Linked DNA regions of Gasterosteus aculeatus: region 2 is linked to region 1. The links are chromatin contacts, called in public Hi-C maps. All regions are on one chromosome and are shown on one strand. Each heading gives the region's core, a stretch centred on a gene start, on an enhancer-like site or on the middle of the called end of the contact. The rest is flanking DNA. Distances are from core to core; before and after follow the strand shown.

Region 1 (6,408 bases), core at 520-3,019:
AAAGCGGTATGGGCGACAAAAGTTACTACACCCTTCCTCCTCCTCCTCCGCCCCCTCCCTCCTTCATCCCGCTCTACTCATAACTTCATGGAGTTGTTAAATGCTGTTAAGGGTGTGCCTTACAGAGAAACCCCCCTTAATTACTCAATTTGTTTTTTTGTATTAATATATCGTATATTAGTCATACAATTAATCGCATTAGTCTGTTTTGGAAACCAGAATAATGAGCTATTGTGAGGATACGAGCTTTAAAACTTTCTTCTTACTATAGCAAAACTCATGCGTAAAATGGGAGATGAAAAGCTCCCAAGACTGACCTAAACAGACACCCACAAGTATCTCTGTTAAATCTGTCTCAGGCATGTAGGCCCTATTTTAGGCCCTTTTTCTAAATGAAACGGTTAGAGGCCGTTTTCGATACCTCAGCCGGTAATTAGACCAAACGCGTCGGCGATTACTATCGCCAAATGAGCCAAGGCTCATCGGACTGCAGTCTGTGAGGGACTCGCATCAGCTGCTGCGGAGCCTCTGTGCAAACAGACCGACATGAAAGAGGGAGGCTGCCTCCCGACAGCGCCGGTGGGAGGTGTGGGGGGGGGGGGGGGGGGGGGGGGGGGGGGTTGAAACTAATTAAAGGTTAAATGAAGATCATTTGGTCGAGATGGGTGAGAAAAGGGCCCCTGGGTGCGAGCGGCTGCTGAGACAGAGGTGGGATTTTTTTTTTCTCGAGATGAAGACCTTCCAAATGTCATTCACAACAAACAAACACCCCCCCCCCCCCCCCCCCCCCTCAATGCCCTCCCCACACACCAAGTGGCTTCCAGAAAACGATGTTCCGTTATGTGGAAAACCTAAAGACAACACCAATGTTTTCCCAGCCTGATGGAAACGATCGTTTAACAACATTACGAAGATGGAGGCGATTAAGGGATCGGCTATTGTGTCTGTAAAAATAAAGAGAATCTACATTAATATTCTATAATGTATATGTTAATAGTTTAATATCAAAAACTCATAAAATGTCTGCGAAAACCTCTAATTAAAGGTTTGTGTTTAAATTGTTTAATTTATGTATTTATTTGCTAGAATCTTTGTTGCTTTTGTTGTAGAAATTTTTGTTGAAAAATACCGGTTTTGATTGATTGTATGAAATTATTGAAAAATTATGAATCAGAACTATTTTAATATGTGGGTTTTATTTGCACCTTTTATGTAAATTAAGCCAAGGTTGTTCTGTTTATTCGTGCACAGCAACACCAACCTATAATATGGTTTACGCTTACATTTTAAATGATTTAATTTGAGGTATTCAACAAAATGTAAATACGTTTAGCCAATTTCCCTGCACATTCTTTAAATTCTGCCAATATATTTTAAACGAAAATATTTTCTTAATCTATTTATCTACAGAAGGAATTCTGGTAAAGCTGTAAAATAACATAATGCGGCAGAAAAAAAACACGCCGTCCACGAGAGCCAGTTCAAGTAATAATAATAAAACACAATAAAAGAGATACAAGTTATCTTTTTCATCTCATCTTTATCCTTTGCCAGACGAATTAATCGAACTCTTTCAGAAGTGATATTAATTCAAGCGGAGGGAAAACAAACAAACAGCAAACTGATGAGCCCTTGATGATCCGCGAGAAGCCGCCGTTTCTCACCTGAGTCCTGAGTGTTCCCGGGGTCTCTTTCTTCTGGGATTTGCATGTGTTGTCCGGTCAGAGGCAGCGCGCACCGTCCCTGTGAGGCCCGCCGCTGGGTCCGACTGACCAGTGGGCCCTGCCGTCGACCCTATGTGTGTGTGTAAAGAGGGAACCCTGGCCTGCAGGGAACTCAACCAGCAACCCGCAGCCGAGTGTGTGATACCCAGCCGTGGCTGCATGTCCTTTATTAATACGTCTTAGCATTTGTCACACCTGAACTCCGTTCATGCTATTTCCCCCCTGAAATAATAGCTCGCACCAACTACAAATAGCAAATAGAAATCGAGAAATCATCATATGTAAATATCATTTGAAGAATTACGTTGATTTTATTGATATTAAATCAACGGTGAAGAGAAAGTAACTTGATTTGTACCATAGCCATATAGCCTTTGACCAAATGCTGCTGTTAAATGTAGGCGTGCGACCCACTCGTGCCCCGCAGTGGTCATTGGGTGGAAGTGCAGGCTGGATGGATCTTGTGAGATCTTTTACTTTTGGCTTTGGCTAAAAGTAAAAGAAGTCTGCTTATAGTGCTGCATCCAAAATGCATAAAGGGTCTTGATATTCAGAACATTTATTTTGTATCAAAAATGACTTGTGTCGTGTGAGCAAAACAAGAACTAGACTGGAGACTTAAATCAAAGCAATATGACAAAGTTTATTTGCAACAAGAGTCTTCTGTCCTGCTGTTTGACGTGCACGGACCAATTTCAGGCAGTTTAACGAGAACATGAAAAAAATGCGCTTAATACAAAATGCGCTCGAATTATATAGTCTCTAAGAGCATTTTTGATTGGTTATTAAGATGGAGGCGGCTCCTGCTTAGAACCCTCGGAGAGCCCCATTGGAGCACAGGGATGTCCATCCATCTAGGCTCTCGGATCAACACGCCTCCCGTTGTTCATGAGTTCTACATATCAGGATGTTTGCAAGATGAGTGCATGATGATTTGCATATGAGCGCTGGGCGCAGTTAGGTAGGGACATGTTATTCTTAGAATGGGGAACAGGTGGTTCCTGTTGAACGGCATTTGATCCAAATAGTGCGTGCATCTTTTTGCAACATGTTACAACAACATGTGACTTGAAATACTTGTTGTTTGTGCAATCAGGCCTTTAAGCGGCCTTCAGCCATTATTACTATGCATTTATAGTTCAAGTGTAATTTCATTCTATAGCGTAAGCGCGCAGGATTATATTTTAATACTCAACACTTGCAATGTAGAGATAGAATGGAGTGTGCTTGCTGAGCAAAAAATAATGTCACCGTGTGTGTGTGTGTGTTTCTTTGCTTGTATAGCCGAGCTGACTGCCTTAATGCATGCTGGTGGATGTAAGCCCCGCTCATGCTCCGCACTGCTCCCTGATCATCGCAGAGGAATAGAGGTCCCGACCCCCAGGTAAACTCTGTAGCACTGTTAGCTGCCAGCTGCCGGCTCAACGATCCCCATGAGAGGTGTTGAGTCTTAAATATAGCAGAGAAGTTAAGGTGTAGCATCAAAATATTGACTCCTTAAAGTATGCATGAAGTAAAAATAGTAATTATGTAAAATACTCCATTTGAAAATGAATTATAGCATTATACATTGCAGTTTATTATTTGATTATAATTATTGTTGCAGCTAGCTCACATTAATGACAACATTAGTCCACATGGTAGTCCGGCTACTGCTGGAGAATTTCCAAACAAGACAAGTTGATCTCATCACAATATGTCATCATTTTGGAAAAGGCTATTAATCTTAAATCAACATTTGCAAAGTAGTTAAAAAATAGATTTAGTTTCTTCGCACAATCAACAAGGAGAAACCTCTGAATATCCGGACTGTTATCTCAAAACTTTCATCTCGACTTTGGAGTCAAATATTAGCCCCTTAGAGGTAGTAGTATAGAACTAGTACAACAAGTACTCGATGACTGATGGCAGCACGTCATTTCTGGTTTCTAGTCATCATCGACATAATCTTCGTCATCAGGGAGGTTCACCATGCCAGCCTCCCCGGCTTAGCATTTCATCTTTCACAAACCCGAGTTAAGTAGTTACACAGCCCCCTCTGCTGCTACATTAGTGCACATGCACGAATGAGGAGGTAAGGACGGGACACCTCGTTTTTAGAAGCTCATTTTAGTTCAATGATGTCCACAATTTGGAAAAAGTGCACGGTATTGAAATTCTGCGTTTTTACTGTTGACCTCACATCAGTTTGTGGTAATTTTCTATTTTCTATTTTGCAGGCACTTCAGTGTGTCATCGACAGTGTTTATATTAAGTGCCTAATTAAACACAGACAGATTTCCAAAATATTTCAGGACCTCATAGTCATGTGCTCAAATAGCTCATAGGAATTGGTTTTCAAATAAATAGCTGCCAATCATCCATGTGCAAAACATTAATCTTGCTCCGGCTGTGACTGGTTTGAAGAGGGCGAAGCTGCTCTCAAGGCCACAAAGCTCCTCACAGTGTGGCAGTTTTCCCTTTTTTTACCCCTTTAAACTCAACATTTAAGAACAGTCAGGCAAACGTGTGGAGCTTCTCTGAAATAAGGCCATGGGAAATGAGTGAAGGAAACTTTTCCTTAAGCTGTTTCTGATTTATCTGCCCTGATGAGTGGCATACTTTCCTCGCACAATGACAGTCTTCATATTTGCACATCATTTCAAATTAAATGAAGGTTAGCAAAGTGACCAGAAACTTTCGAGCCTCACACTATAATTGCAATGCAGCAACAAATAAAAAAGCCAGAAAAGTATGGCGGGATTAAATTGGTTTATAACAATTTCATTTTTTGTACAGATGTGGTACAATTCCGTAATCTATATGGTGTCACTTACTGGAAATTATTTGAGAAAAAAAAATATTTTGTGTTGAAAATAATTGTGTATATATTTTCGTTTTTTTTTTAGAAAAAAAGAAAACAGGATCTGCTTCAACATAAAGACCCTCCAGATATTTGATCAATGTCTCTAAAAGGTGAATGGCAGCAAACAAACGCTTTAGTACCGTGATATCAGTTTTGTTAGTTAGTCTGTGGCTTTATTCATGTTGCAGCAAGACATGTGATGGTGACAACAAGCTGTCCCATAGTTTATTAGGCAAATTAGTCCCAGCTAGCTGTACCAAACAGCTGCTGAGCTGCACCCAGTGTGTCACCTGCAACCCCCGACCCCGTCGTCCCCCTGCTTTCCTCTTGTTCATTCTTAATTTTCTATTCTGTGAAGCCGCCTCCTCTTTAAGAAGAACCATAATCAGCTTCTTTTTAAGGCTCTTGCCGAGTGCAATTTATTTTGCTGCAAAATTGTTCTATCACACCAGGACACTTAGGAGATTTATTAGCATCTGAAGCAACGTTTTACATCGTTTCACATCAGGGATCAGGTGGGCTGGTAATGAAAAGTGGCCAGTTCCATCCATGTAACCCTTCCCAGATGTTAAACCTGTTAAGGTAATGTATCTCTAATAAGCCCCAATGTGCACCGAGTCCATTCTAATTTCACAAGAATCCACTAAACTGTAGAAGACCATCAGTTTCATTGCCCAGTTTATCTGTATTTTTGAACCAGTCTGCTGAGACCATTTCCTGAACTCTAGCTCCATAATGCTTCAAAGTTTCCATCTTGTTTTTGCATATTACAGTCTTGAAAATCCTTTTCTTACACAAGTTTCCAGATGTGAAAAGATCTGTGTTTTACTGAGCATGTTTTCTGGATATACTCAATGTCTGTGAATTGGAAAAGGAGATGTTATATCTAATTCCAAAGCATTTCATATAGCTGAAGCTTTACATGGAGCTGAAGCATCAGTGAACATATAGCGGTTAAAAGAGCAATTGGAAGAAAAAACCCTACAGAGAGAAAGCGAACATTGTAAACATGGAACAAGTCCTTTGTGGAGAAGAGTAACGAAAAAGAGGTGGCTGTGAAGACGCCTGACACAGTGGCCTGCTCAGCGGATTAGATCCAGAAGAACCAGACTCACGCAATAGATGCATACAGTGATCTCAGGTTCAAACAACCTGCATAGCTACCAGCTACTTCTGGTCACACCAGCTACCATCTCAGATTCTCACCAGTTACCACTAAGGCTCGCTGGGATTCATACCAGTTAGCAGCTGTAATTCACCAGCCTGTAGGATATCAAAAAACTCTCCGAGCTCACATATATTAACACCCGTCCACTGATGGACCCAACCTGACCATCAGAATATAATGGAAATGCGCTACTGGGAACACAGTCCCACGTCAGTCGAGTCCCCCGCCGTACTATTTTGAACGCCGTGGTCCGGCTGGGCGGAGGCCAACCCATTCCTATTTACTGCGTTTCTTCAATCTCTTTGTTGTTATTGTTACTAGTTTGGGGCTTCTTGGAGAGCTGTGGAACATTTGCTTTTTTCTTCTCCTTCTCTTTCTTCTCTGGTTGGTTGGCTAGTGGGTTGGAACTGGGAAGCCAGCTTCCTGTCCAGCTTACAGCTCTAAACTGATCAGCTCTCTTAGCTTCGGGCGTTGCTGTGTTCAAAAATGAAGAAACGCCAGACGGACAGAGGGCATCGCAGATCGAAAGGTTAAAATCAAATATATTTAATAAAGTGAACTCTAGAACAATGGTTCCTACAGGTATTTATACCGATGCTTAAAGGTGTGAAAGTTAGTGTCCACACCTCTGGGAGTGGTCTTCTGGTGAGTTCAATGTAACTCGGATTTCG
Region 2 (6,682 bases), core at 794-3,293, 110 kb before region 1:
TTTCATTTTTAGCTTATTGCAGGTCTTGCAAGAATAAGAAGCACAACGCACATAAATGATGGATGAATCTGACGTCTTTGCTGTGACCATTTTACAGGTTAAATGACTGAAGAGATCAAATAAAACCAAATATTTTTGGAGCCGCATGCACAACGAACGTGAGATGGGGAAGAAGTGCCTACACGCTGTTCACAGTGATCTGTTCTGCCTCCGAGGGGCCAAAGCAACCCCTCCGTCCCCCCCAGTGCAAGATCGCCCACCTGCAGCTGTTGCAGCATACACATGGAGTTGTAACCACACCTCGCGCACAACAGGGGGGTGGGACGGTGAAAGACTGGGGAGGTGGGAACAGCGTTGGGAGGCGATACAATACGGTTGTCTGTGTTTCCACTCAATTGTTTTTGATAGCTTCTGTAGACCGAAGTGCAGCTTTGCATCCATGGGAAAGACGTCCTCCATCTATATCCACGTCCAAAGTCCTCCTCAGGAAGACCATTTTTCGGTCAACCTCTCTAACTCTCTCTCGCCCCTCTACCGGCCTTTGGGTTCTCCCCCATCCGGGTTCGCAGAAGCTCCCACGCCGGAGACACACACAGGATTTAACGCGCCTGTTTCCCGACAAAGTTGTGCGCTATAAACCCGCCGCGTTGATGTGTTTACTGGCCTGAAGCGGCTATTGTGCAGCCTGCCAGCCGTTTACTCTCATACTTGGGCGGTAATACCAGTACTCGCAGTGTGTGGGCATGTTATGCAATCCTTGTTGCTCGTTGGTAATGAGATTCAGTTGTCATCCAGTGTGTATGTGTGGTATGATTTAGTGTGTTTAGACGCTCAATTTCCTGACTTATTAGATCTCTAAACTGTTAAAATTCTTTGGTGATACGTATGCAAAGACCAATATTCCTATTTATTTGATTAGATATCTCACACAGCACTTTCAGAACCCTCAAAACCTGTTGTTTCAGAGTTTAAAAGAAGACGCTGTTCATAAAGTCAAACTGAAATATTGGACAGCGATGGCTTAAACCGTTGGGTACGAAGCCGGCTGTAATTTAAACACCTCGCCTGCGTCTTAAGAGAAGATTACCATTTAAAAAACACATTACATTAAGAAGGCATTGCTGCTAAACTTGAAACAGAATGTGGATCAACAAAAAGGTTTAAAAAAATGTATCCCAACACTATCGCTGAACCAGTCCTCACAGTAATCTTTTCTCTTTTTTTTTTTTTTTTTACGTCGTCTTTAATTAAGTGAATTGATGCAAGAACGATTTTTGGAGAAAGCTGCTTTTGGCCCGTCAGTGACTGCCCGCTCTGTGATTGGTGTTTATACTTCACCCGTCCAATCAGCCGTGGGTGCGGGCTGCGCGTATCACGCACGTATAAAGACTCGCCTGCAACCAAATTGGCGCATTCCCCTCCGAGCTATGCGCGTTCTGCCTCTCAGGCCTCATTAAGCGCACATGTGCGCTTTGCGTGTTTTCCATTGTTTAACAGCTGGGTTTGGGTCCGAGCAGAGACACATTTTCCCCCTGCGTCCCGCGCCTATTGAGCGTGCAGCGACGGGGCCAGTGGTGCGTCGGTGGCCCGGTAGTCCGCGGAGCCGGCCGATCCCTGTTCGGAAAGGTTAGGCCTCCGTACGAGGCAGCCCGCCCGCCTGGGCCGGATTGAATGTGAACTTTGGTTTTAAGAATAGCCCGCTTTGTGCCAAGAGAAACAAGTCTGCAGTCTCCCCGCGCAGAGTCAGGGAATGTTCTGTGGTGGCTCTGTGGGTCAGAGTCGTTGCTGCACTCGTGAGTCAGTTCGTTTTATTTTGTTTATGCAGCAAAGTTCCTACACATGGAAACATGCAGTTTGCGGGGGCTGGACGGGCTTTTTGAGGTTTGTAAATTCACTAGGTCAATAAATAGTATCAAAAAGCTAAATGTGATTGGATATAAATCCTGTATTTTAAATCAAATCCCAAATATTCACACCAATAGTCTTGTGTGGTGCGACGCGCAGGTGTAGTTCCCCCGGTGAGACCTAGATGGCAGCAGTGAGCCGCTGTGTGACCGGCGGTGTCAGTCCGGCCTGGAGTCCGACATTCAGGATCAGCAGCCCGGTCAGAAGAAGATGGGCTTTTAACCACTTTATGATCGTGTGCTCATTACCTACACAAACGGAATCAATGAAAAAAAATGCATTAATAAATATCATCCAGGAAATTGAGATGGCTTTACAAAATGATTTGTTAGACAATCAACTACTGTTGAAAATAAGATAATATGATCAAGCAAAAAAAAAAAAAAGTGTTCCGTGGTTCTAGCTTCTTAAGGACAGGACTTGGTGCTTTTCATTTTAATTTGTAATATGAATTTACACATACATATATTATTAACTTTTGTCTGTCTCCAGCTTCTGAAATAATCATCACATTTTCTTGAGCAAACCTACATTTCCAAATTTCCTGTCATTTTAATAACAACAAAAAACGTCTTTCTCAACATTTCTTTAATTTTTTTTTTTTGATTCACTTTTTTTCTGATTCACTTCACTTTAGATTAATTTAAAGTGTAAATAAAAAAAGATTTTGCTGTCTGAGGGTCAGACTCCAGGTGTGGACGAGGCCCTCTGCAGGTCAGACGTTCGCATTACAGCACGTTATACTGGAGGAAGGCGTTCTGCAGGATTACAGACATTACAGACGTGCTCATTACTATAAAGCAGAGGACGAAAGGACAGTAAAGTTATTCACTGACCAGATAAAAATGGTACCATTGAACAATCTAATTTTAGTTATCACGTTTTTTTCCTCATCTGCACCACAATCCATCAGTCCCCCACCCTCCTGACTGACAGTAGCCCGTAGCGTGTTCTTAGCGGTACGATAACTCCCCACAATAGAGCTGGGACGATGTGCTTCGTTAGTTTGTTGTAGTTGGTTAGAAGGGCGAGCAGCGGGGAGAACACGGTAACCAGGTATTACACTAAATATTTATTTATCAAAGTCATCAGTCTTCCTGTTGCTATGTCCTCCAGGGAGACATTTGGCAATAATAATGGTAGTCAGAGCGCCATACTGGATGTTCTGTAATGATTTATCTGGAGTTCAGCTGCCTGTGTGATGAGGGAACAAGGAGTGTCAACTCAAAGCGATCTGCCGTTCAGTCTTAATGCTGCATGTTAAGCATTATACCTCATTTATACGTTGGGGTTTAGGGGTATTTAGCTCATTATTACATCTATAAATATCTAAATAAAATAATGACTTGAGTTCCAGAAGCAAAGTTCAAACCCCCACAAACAGAAACATCTTTTGGAGACCTTAAAGCTTTGGACCAAACGTTGAAAGTGCAATCAACAGAAAAATCTGTAATGACAGCATTTACACTGACTAATATGATCACATTTACTCATGTTATCACTATCACAATATCACATTATCCGATTGAGAATGTATAAATGAATTTGTGTGGACGTGTTTCAGCAAAGTGAGTCATTCCGATCCTGGTTCAACAGCACGGCAATGATCAGACACCGTGGTGCACGACAATCACTGCTTTACAGTAAAAAAATAAATAAAGTTAGCTACTCTTGTCGGAAGCATGAAGTAAATTGTAAGTGGATGTTTAGTTTCGCGGTTTAAGTCTTTTCGTATTTGCCTCGGGGGCCAAAGAGAGAAGTTGTGGTTATTCTGTGGCCGAATTATTCCTTTAAGTTGACTCGGCAAGTTTCAGCTTGCAGCTGAACAAAATGAGCAGGAACGCTATTTGACATTATTTCAGTTAACACACTTAAAGATCAATTGGAGACTGTCCTTCAGGCCCATAGACAAACCAAACGCCTACGTATGGGAATTGTGCTGTGATCATTTGAATTCCATCTCTCCCATCCTGCAACAATCTCTTTAATCCCTTTTTCCATTGATTTTGTCATAAAATCCATTTTAGTCCTTTTATTTAATAAGATTATTCCTCAAAAAGCAGGTTTGTTTCTAAAAGATTTCTTACTGACATTCTGTCTACAGCAGCAGCTGCACTGTGACACAACGGCACCCAAAGGTGCCGTACGTCTGCAGTTGGGTCGTGACTGAGCTCTGCGCATTAGCATCAGCTTTCAGTTTGCGCTGTGCTTCCGGTTGAGGGAAGGTTAACGTACCTTTCACTCTGAACGAGTTCACACAATGAACACGCAGGCGGCTCGGGAGACCAAGATGTCTGTTGCGAGTCGACGGTGGTGTTTGCACGGACGCAACGTTGTGCGCACCAGGGGATTTCTGTGCGCACACTCGCTGCTCTGCAAACACGCGGAGAGGAGCGGAGAGAGCTGGGCAGCTATCTTTCACTTGTTGACCTGCACCTGGACGCTGCTGCTGTTCCAGTCCAAGCATCTGCTTCTCCCGTCATCGGCTCTGGCCTCTTAATCACGCCGCATCCCCAAACAGACGCACTCGCACTGAAGTGGACGCGGCACTTCCCCTGGTAATTGCATGTTTGTGTAAACGAGCCGCTTGTTTGGAGTTTCTCCTGCAGCCTGCAGTCAGATCACGCTCCATTGTTTGGGACTGTCTCGAAAAATGAAATCATGACATGTTCAACCCGATTCAGAGCTGGAAGGCAGGGCCGTCCTTCAGGGGCGGTGTAATAGTTGTTCCATAATGTGTTAATTGCCCTTTTTAAGAGCGTCATAACTGTAATGGGTCCATTATCTTGGTGACACGCGTGTGCGGTTGCTCTTGTCTGTTGGGGTTAATCTCAGGACTGCAATTGGTTACCAAAACGCCTGCCGCGATGAGCTATGTTCCCATCACAAAATGATGACGATCGAGGGACGAAAACCAGTTGGCATAGAGCCCCCTTATGACTTACGACTAGATCCTAATCTTGACAGGCGTAATTGTTTTAGTGCCGTTGACTTCATGGAGGAATTAAACCGGTTTAGAATCTATCTGTAGCTTCTTTGTGTGCAGAGACTGCTTCCTTTGCATGTGGGTGTTTTTTAATTGAATCTTTAAATCAGGTTGTCATACCTGGATGAAGGGCTGTGCCACTCTTACCTTAAGCGTGTGTGTGTGTGCGTGGTTTTCAAAGTCAGTTATTGCTCCATTTGCAGGGAGACACACAAACATTCATCTTATCAGTTCAGCTGTCAGGCACAGAACCAATACAAGCCAAAAAAACATCCCCGCCCCCCCTCACCCACAAAGCAGAGCGCACCCCCATCAGCCCAAAAGTTGCTGAAAGCAGTCACTTTGTCCATCATGTATCCCCCCCCTTAGTCGGGCCTCGAGCAGCCCTTCAGGACCGGGACGAGCTCCACACCGCCAGTATTCTGCGTCCTGTTTCTGTCAGCCATCTGGCCACCTCGGCAGTGCCAGATGAAAAACTCCCCAATGCGTGTGTTGTTTTCCTCTTTGCACAGTAAGAGAGAGAGAGACAGCGGCTCATCGATAAATCCGTCATCAGTGCGGCCTGTGAGAGATGTAATCTCCCCGCATGGATTTGTTTAGGCAAAGTCAGTCTGTGGGTTGGTTAGTTTCTGATATGTAGTTATTTTGTATGTAACCTTTGCAACATTGTGTCCCTTTCAATTACCGAATATCTGCTAACCACACCTAAGGGCCAATGTAGCCGAATGACCATGTTGTTTGTTTCCATATTTTATGTGCCGTCGCGTATAGTGCAGCGGAACGCAATGAAAAGTTTGAAAAAAAAAAATGAGCTGTGACCTGCAGCTTAACGTCTCTCAATCTGTTGATCAACTTCGTAGCTCTAAGAAACTAACAACAGAAAGTTGTACATGCATTCGTATTCGCGTGACATAAAATAAGTGCGGCTTATCCCAAATCATGAAAGTCTCCGCCCAATTGACGCAGAAGGACACGGCCAGATGTCCACATGCCTCTGGCCTCATACTACTAATGGCTTATGGGAAAATAATATGAATGATGATTAAAATGTGTATTGATCCTGAAGGCCGCTCTCTGGCAGCATTGTTGACCTTTGTCTTCAGAAGGGGAGCCCGTGGTCACACACGTCACCCGTGTATACCGGGACACCTTCTGTCCAGCTGTGTGGGGCCGCCAGATGCATGAGTGGCAGAAAGAAAAACTGCTCATTAATCAAACTATCCGCAGTGTTTCGCTGCGTTTTCCCGTCCTCACTCTTTCCATCCCGATGTCGGTGGGCGATTGAGATCAGTTTCGGGACCTGGACCCGGTCTCGGGGTCTTCTAGAAAGCGCCTCCTAAGCGGCTGCTGCTGCTGCAGGATTTCAGTTAAGATCACGATGGTCTTTATCTCCGTCCTTCGTGCAGGTATCGACAGCGGCCAAGTGTGATTAATTGTCTCCTGCGCTGTTATTTGGGAGTGCTGATTCTGTCACGGAGAAGGATGGTTTCCAAGTTCTCACGGTGCCATCAATCATCGCCGGTTGGGCGGACGGACCTGTGAGGCAGACGAGCGGCGAGCTGTCGAGAGGCGGCCGACTTCCAACTGTTGACTCAGAGCTCGTAACCTCTCGGCCTCCTCGAGCTCGTCCCGCAGACAGAAATCCTCCTATTTGTTTTGTTTGAATCCAACCTGGTTTCATCATCGTTATTGCACCAGTCACTCCACGGTGGCATAATCATCATTAAACGTAGAGAGAAAATGAACTCAGGCGATCTGTGGGGCGGCGGATAATTCATTATTTACTACTTC

Evidence for each region. A called contact is a pair of places that touch in the nucleus more often than the background predicts.
Region 2: a Hi-C map of liver shows a contact between it and region 1, with 5 times the contacts expected there. The contact joins the enhancer-like site here to the promoter of LOC120823868 in region 1. A contact is called at or near these places in 5 of 6 Hi-C or Micro-C datasets (liver, skeletal muscle, tail fin and 1 more).

What each region holds. Positions count from the first base shown.
Region 1 is chr8:6,432,414-6,438,821 of fGasAcu3.hap1.1, reverse strand. It overlaps LOC120823868 (forkhead box C1-A), which reads right to left and starts at 1,769. Exons shown (of 2, transcript XM_040184299.2): 1 at 1,665-1,769.
Region 2 is chr8:6,545,107-6,551,788 of fGasAcu3.hap1.1, reverse strand. All of the region lies in intron 4 of gmds (GDP-mannose 4,6-dehydratase), which reads left to right. Among protein-coding and RNA genes, the nearest start is that of gmds, 15 kb to the left of the region's middle. Within about 2 kb of position 2,043, at least 7 of the 9 cell types and tissues checked have open chromatin away from gene starts, as enhancers often do. A contact at or near this core is called in liver, where this site is marked.